Regions from separate parts of the Mus musculus genome. Here region 1 is linked to region 2. A link is a contact called in public HiChIP or PLAC-seq data. All regions are on one chromosome and are shown on one strand. Each heading gives the region's core, a stretch centred on a gene start, on an enhancer-like site or on the middle of the called end of the contact. The rest is flanking DNA. Distances are from core to core; before and after follow the strand shown. Region 1 has its middle 20 kb from the start of Fchsd2. Region 2 holds the start of P2ry6 (pyrimidinergic receptor P2Y, G-protein coupled, 6).

Evidence for each region. HiChIP or PLAC-seq counts read pairs in DNA pulled down with a chosen protein or histone mark.
Region 1: a contact with region 2 is called in an H3K27ac HiChIP or PLAC-seq map of microglia, with 3 times the contacts expected there. The contact joins the enhancer-like site here to the promoter of P2ry6 in region 2. A contact is called at or near these places in 1 of 39 promoter capture datasets (macrophages), 4 of 115 datasets of contacts at active chromatin or transcription factors (the HPC-7 cell line, double positive thymocytes, memory CD8 T cells and 1 more) and 3 of 9 other capture datasets (adipose tissue, liver and pancreatic islet).

Annotation. Positions count from the first base shown.
Region 1 is chr7:101,087,474-101,090,173 of GRCm38.p6, forward strand. No RefSeq gene overlaps it. Among named protein-coding and RNA genes, the nearest start is that of Fchsd2, 20 kb to the right of the region's middle. Within about 2 kb of position 1,383, at least 50 of the 459 cell types and tissues checked have an H3K27ac peak or open chromatin away from gene starts, as enhancers often do. A contact at or near this core is called in adipose tissue and microglia, where this site is marked.
Region 2 is chr7:100,963,046-100,965,745 of GRCm38.p6, forward strand. P2ry6 (pyrimidinergic receptor P2Y, G-protein coupled, 6) reads right to left here and starts at 1,321. Exons shown (of 3, transcript NM_183168.2): 1 at 1,174-1,321.

The sequences.
Region 1 (2,700 bases), core at 133-2,632, 120 kb after region 2:
GCAGTCACCTTAGGAGATGGCCCCAGCTTGCTGATAAGGCTGGCCATGGGTGTTGACAAAGAAGAACCCTCTTGGTGAGACACTCTGCATTTAGCCAGAATGTTTTATTAATTTGCTTAGGTCATCATTATAGTACAAGTAGCAAATTTAATAATTTAGGTAGAAAAGTCACAGATATCACAAATAAGGCAGAGAACTTTAGCTAGTGAGACACTGGAAAAAATCCTAGGTAGAAAGCTACAGAGAAGAGACCCAGGGGCATTCCAGGTCTAAACTGAAGACGCAGTTGTGCTACAGAACTGTGGCAAGGGTGGGGTGGGAGGATGCACCCCTGCCCTGTGCTCACCCACCACCCCAGTCCTCTCCCTTTGAAACACAAGCCTGGCAGTATCCTTCCTGTGCTTTCTATCACACAAGGACATGCAGATCCAGATAGCTCAGAGTCCACCTGGGCTAGAGAAGCCCCTTGCAGGACTTGGGTTCTTGTCTGCAATGTGATGGAGTGGACTTACCTGGAGAAGTTTGTGGAGATAAAATTAGGGGAAGGGTGCAGGGACAACCATTCTTTCCGGTTACCATTGCAAGCTAGGCATGTTTTCTGGTAGATAAGTGTGGGAAGGGGTTGCGTTACCCTTTATTGCACTGTTTGCGCCCTTCCCCCTTCTCTTGATGCCTTTTTGAGACAGGGCCTCATTACATTGCTTAGGTTTACTTTCAACTAACTCTAGCTCAGGCTGGGCTGGCCTCAGACTTTATGTTCCTGCTTCAGCCTCCTGGGTGCTTGGATTACAGGCAAGTACCACCACACCTGGCTACCCCACCTCTGAAATGTCCTGTTTCAGAAACAATATAAGAGGAAAAGGCCTGGGTCTGAAAAGGACTGGTAATCACTCCACAGTGTTAGCCCCACAGCTGGAAGTTGGCATTTTCCTCTCTAGATTATTATCTGATTCTTGTGGAAGTCCTGAGAGTTCCTCCAGATCCAACTTCCTTCTCTCCCACAGTGATCTCAGGACACTGGCATTTTCATTACCCACAAACAATGGGAAGATCGCTCCTGTCATTTATATGTCCCTGGGGTCCAGAAGTTCATCTGAACCAGAAAAGGTACCAAATAGCTGCCTAAGTAAATTGGTGGAGGGCAAGGACTCTAAGCAGGTCTGGACTGTGCCATAGGTCTGCACCTGAATACGCAAAAGGAAGCAGGATCCAGTGACAATCAAAGGGACAAGTGCATACAGTAGGCCTAGCAGGGATCTTGGGAAAAGCCGGGCCAGCTGATCTCAGGGCTCAGGCCACTGCTTTTGGTTTGCTCTCTGCTGTTCTCCTTGATTTTCTGGCTCAGCAACGCCCAGGATTCTGGGCATGTCTGGCCTTCTAAAAATACCCAGGCTGCCCAGAGCCTCCCAGATGTCTGAGCGCTGAGTCTGTGATTTCCCTGCCTGTAATGGGTCAGCCCAGACAGACATGGGCAGCCTAGGGTGGCTCCTGCCACTTCCTCTGCCTCCCACCCACCAGCCCACCAGGAGCTCAGCCCCACCTCCCTACCCTTGCACAGCAAAGGGGGCCAGACCTCATAGACTGCTGACTCCAGGTCTTCCTCGGGAAAGATGAGAAAACTAATATCCAAAGACCTGTCCAAGACCCTCTCTACCCGCTCCCCAGGTGCCTCTCTTCTGTATGGCGCCTGGAGACCTGGGCTTTGAGTCCAGTCTGACTGCCTAGCTTATCAATTGGAAACTTCTAACAACAGAGACCAGAGGAACCCTGAGTCTCCAAGGCACTGGAAAGATATCCCACCCAGGGGTCACATTAGTGAGTAGAGATGAGTAGATAGGACCCCAATGGGAGAGAGAAGCTTTGCATTCTAGCCCAGGGTCAGCTGCCATGACACTGTGCCTTCATCAATTCTTGCCATCCTGAAACAATGAGCTGGCACCCACTCTGCTGGGAGTTCCTGTCTCTTCTGCTTCGTGGTGTGGGAGAAGGCCACACCCTCCTGATTGCATCCTGCTCTACGTTCTTAGCTTTTTGATCCCTCTCCAGCAACACCCCTGCCCCAGCCTAGTTCTACAAATGATATCAATTTTACCTCTGGCTCCAGATGCTAGGGGCGAACAACCACTCTCTTAATTCACTATGTGACCTTGAGCAAGGAAGGCATTGGCTTTGGGGTAGTTACAGTTTCATGACTTTTAGATTGGAGAAATGAGCCAGGCATGGTAGTGTACATCTATAATCGCAGCCCTGGGGAGGCTGAGGAAGCCGGAGTGTGGTGAGTTTGGGGTTACCCTGGACTACATAGCAGGTAGCAGGTCAGCCAGTGTTATAGAGCAAGACCCCGTTTCAAAAAAATAAAAAATAAATAAATAAATAAAGCTGGGTGCGGTGGCTCACACCTTGAGTTCCAGTCCTAAGGAGACAGAGGCAGGCAGATCTCTATAAGTTTGGGGACAGAATGGTTTACATTGTGATCGCCAGGCCCACCAGGACTAAATAGTAAGTCTCTGTCTCAAAACATAATTAATAAATCAATTAATTTTAAAAAGTGGAGAGCTGGTCTGGGGACGAAACCCTGTGGTAGGGAACTTTCCTGGTATGTTTGAGAGTTCCTGGGTTTAAGCCACAATCCAAAAGCAACATTGTAAGGCAGAACAAAACAATAGAGTGTTAAAAGTGATTCAGTGGTAGGACACTTGC
Region 2 (2,700 bases), core at 71-2,570:
TTACGTAGCTGAGGATGACCTTGAATTTCTGATCCTCCTGCTTCTACATCCTGAGTAGGGGCATGACAGATACTCACTGCCATGCCCAGTATCTTGTAGTGCTGAGGATCCAGCCCAGGGCTTCAGACATGCTTTGCAACAAGCTGAGCTTCATCCTAGCCAAATGGAGTCTCAGCAGTAGAAACTCCCACTGGCACTGGAGCTACACACACTCACGAACTACACATCCACACCTTTGTCTTGCACACACATGCAGATGCACCATGGAAGGCATAGCACTTGGTACATGCATGTAATCCTAGCGCTGGGAAGGCTGCGCCAGGTACAAAGCTAGCTTCGTACGTTCCGGAGGTAGCAGTACCAAATATGGGGCGCCTGCCTGCCTTTCCTCCGTCAGGATCAGCAGAGGCAAATGTGAACAGAAACCCTCAGAAGGATTTAGCCCTGCTCCCAGATACATCCAATTACTCTGCTTTTCTTCCCCTTAACAAGCAGTGCCTGGACTCAGGGAATCCGTTTTCCCAGTGGAGTTAACCTCAGGCTACATTGTATTTTAGCATCCTTCCTGCTAGTTCCTGCCAAGGCGCCTGAGCAGCTCTGAGAGTCCCGCCCAGCCCCTCCCCAAGGGACCCTCTTTACTCTCTAAAATTTGACACACACAGAGTTTTGGGTTTTTTTTTTTTTTTTTTTGAGATAGGATCTTTCTGACCTGCAACACACAAGAGATGCACTATGCAGAAGAGGCTAGTCTTGAACTCACAGAGATTGCCTACCTCTGCTGGGATTAAACACATTTATATGCTATATCATCTAGCATAGACAATACTCAGGCACATGCTCAGCTACTTGAACTCACAGGTAAGAAGTTGAGGCCCAGAAAGGGGAAAAAATGTCATGTTTCATTCAGAAGTCAAACTCTGACCTCTGCCTCAGTATTCCACCTCCCCACCCAAGACACAGTCAGGTCCCCATTTCCTTGCCTCCTCCACTCCAGGCCTCTGTGCCTTGTCCCCCGGTGTTGTGCAGCCTAGTTCTGGGCAGAACTTGGTAGAGGAAATAAGAGGAAGGGAGAAGGCCCCACACCCACCCACACCTGCTCAGCCTTCTGCACCCAGCCCGGGACTGCAATGGTGTGCACAGCGGGCAAACACTGGAGGAGGGAAGCACCCTTACCTGAAAACTCCCTCTGACACAGCAACCGCCTGCAAGCCATGAGAACTGGAGCAAGCTAGACTCCCGAAGCAGCCCCTGCCACCAGGCAGTTCTTGTGCCCCAGAGTGCAGGAGTCTGGGAGGTGGCAGATGAGGTAACTGGGACTACCAGGAGGGGAAGTGACACTGTCTCTCAGGCCTCAATCTGGAGATCTTGCTCAAGTGTCTGGCACAAGGCTGAGTCAGCCACTGCCGGACTAGGAGCAAGTCACCCCTAGCTCTGCCCACTCAGCCTAGCGATGGGGACCGTCGGACCATCAGTTTAGCCTGAGGGTTCCTGGGAAGATGGAAGGAGGGAGCACTCAAGGCCCAGGGCTGGGCACAGGGAGGCTCCTAGCTACACACCAGCTCCCCTCCTGGCCTCTCTCAAGTTTGGACAGAGCCTGGCTCCTGCTCATTACTGCCACAGGGAACAATTACCCTGGTTTCTCAGCAGTGCCTGGAAGGCTCATTAAGAGAGACCCAGACCCCAAGATTAAGGAATCTGTTGTCTGTGACTCCAACCATGCATGTCCAGACACCACTCTCCAGGGACCAAGAATGGCTCCTCAGAAAGAGGGTGGCTTGGAAGAAGGGCAGAACAGGGGTGACTCTTCCTCCCTAACCTCCATCCATCCTGGGGCTTGGGCAGGACCAGCAGAAGGCAATGGATAGCTCTGCCTGGGTACTTGACTGGCCCGGACAGCCCCTCCCTGTCAATCGGATTATCCCCTATCCCCTTTCTCCTCGTCTGGTGTCATTTACTAGGAGTGAGAGTGCAGAGCAAAGTCTCTGATCGGAGGTGAGAGCTTTAGAGAAAAATCAAGAGAGGTGTGTTGAGTAGAGTTAGGGTCTCCTCAAGTGGACTGAACTAGGATTTACTAGGTCTCCGTTTCCTGTACCACTTTCTGTCTCTCTCTGGAGAAGTCCACCCAGCCTGGAGGAGACCGTACCTCAAGCCCTACAGGATGGAAGCAGGCCAGGAGCTAAGGCCAGGCAGGCTCCTGGGCCCTGCTTCAGTTCGGAACGCCAATGCTTTGATTTGTGCCCAGAGCCTGGCCTGCAAGCCCTCTGCAGGCCAGAAGAGGAAATACACCCTCTGACCTACCCCAGCAGAGGGGTGGCTCTGGGGCCTTGCCTGGGTTCCAAGACAAGGCAGAGGTGTCTTGTCCCTTGGTCCTCTTCCCTGGCATGTATACATGAAAGAAGAGCCTCACAGTGGAGTTGTGTGAGGGAGCTAACACAGCTCCAGGTGTAGGAAGATCAAGATTCCCTACACAAAGCTTGCTTGGTGGTCCTAGCCTGCCCCATCCCCTAGGCTCCCAACCAAGCCCATTTTTCATACTCTAAGCCCCAGAGGCAGAAAGCATTTTCCCTTAGCCCAAGGATAAGATGGCACTGGTTAACTCTGCTTGAATTTGCTGTGTGACCTTAACCAGTGTCTGTCCCTCTCTGGATCTCAGTTCTCCTATCTGTAAGATGTAGTAGTAATAGCAATAGTAATAGTAGC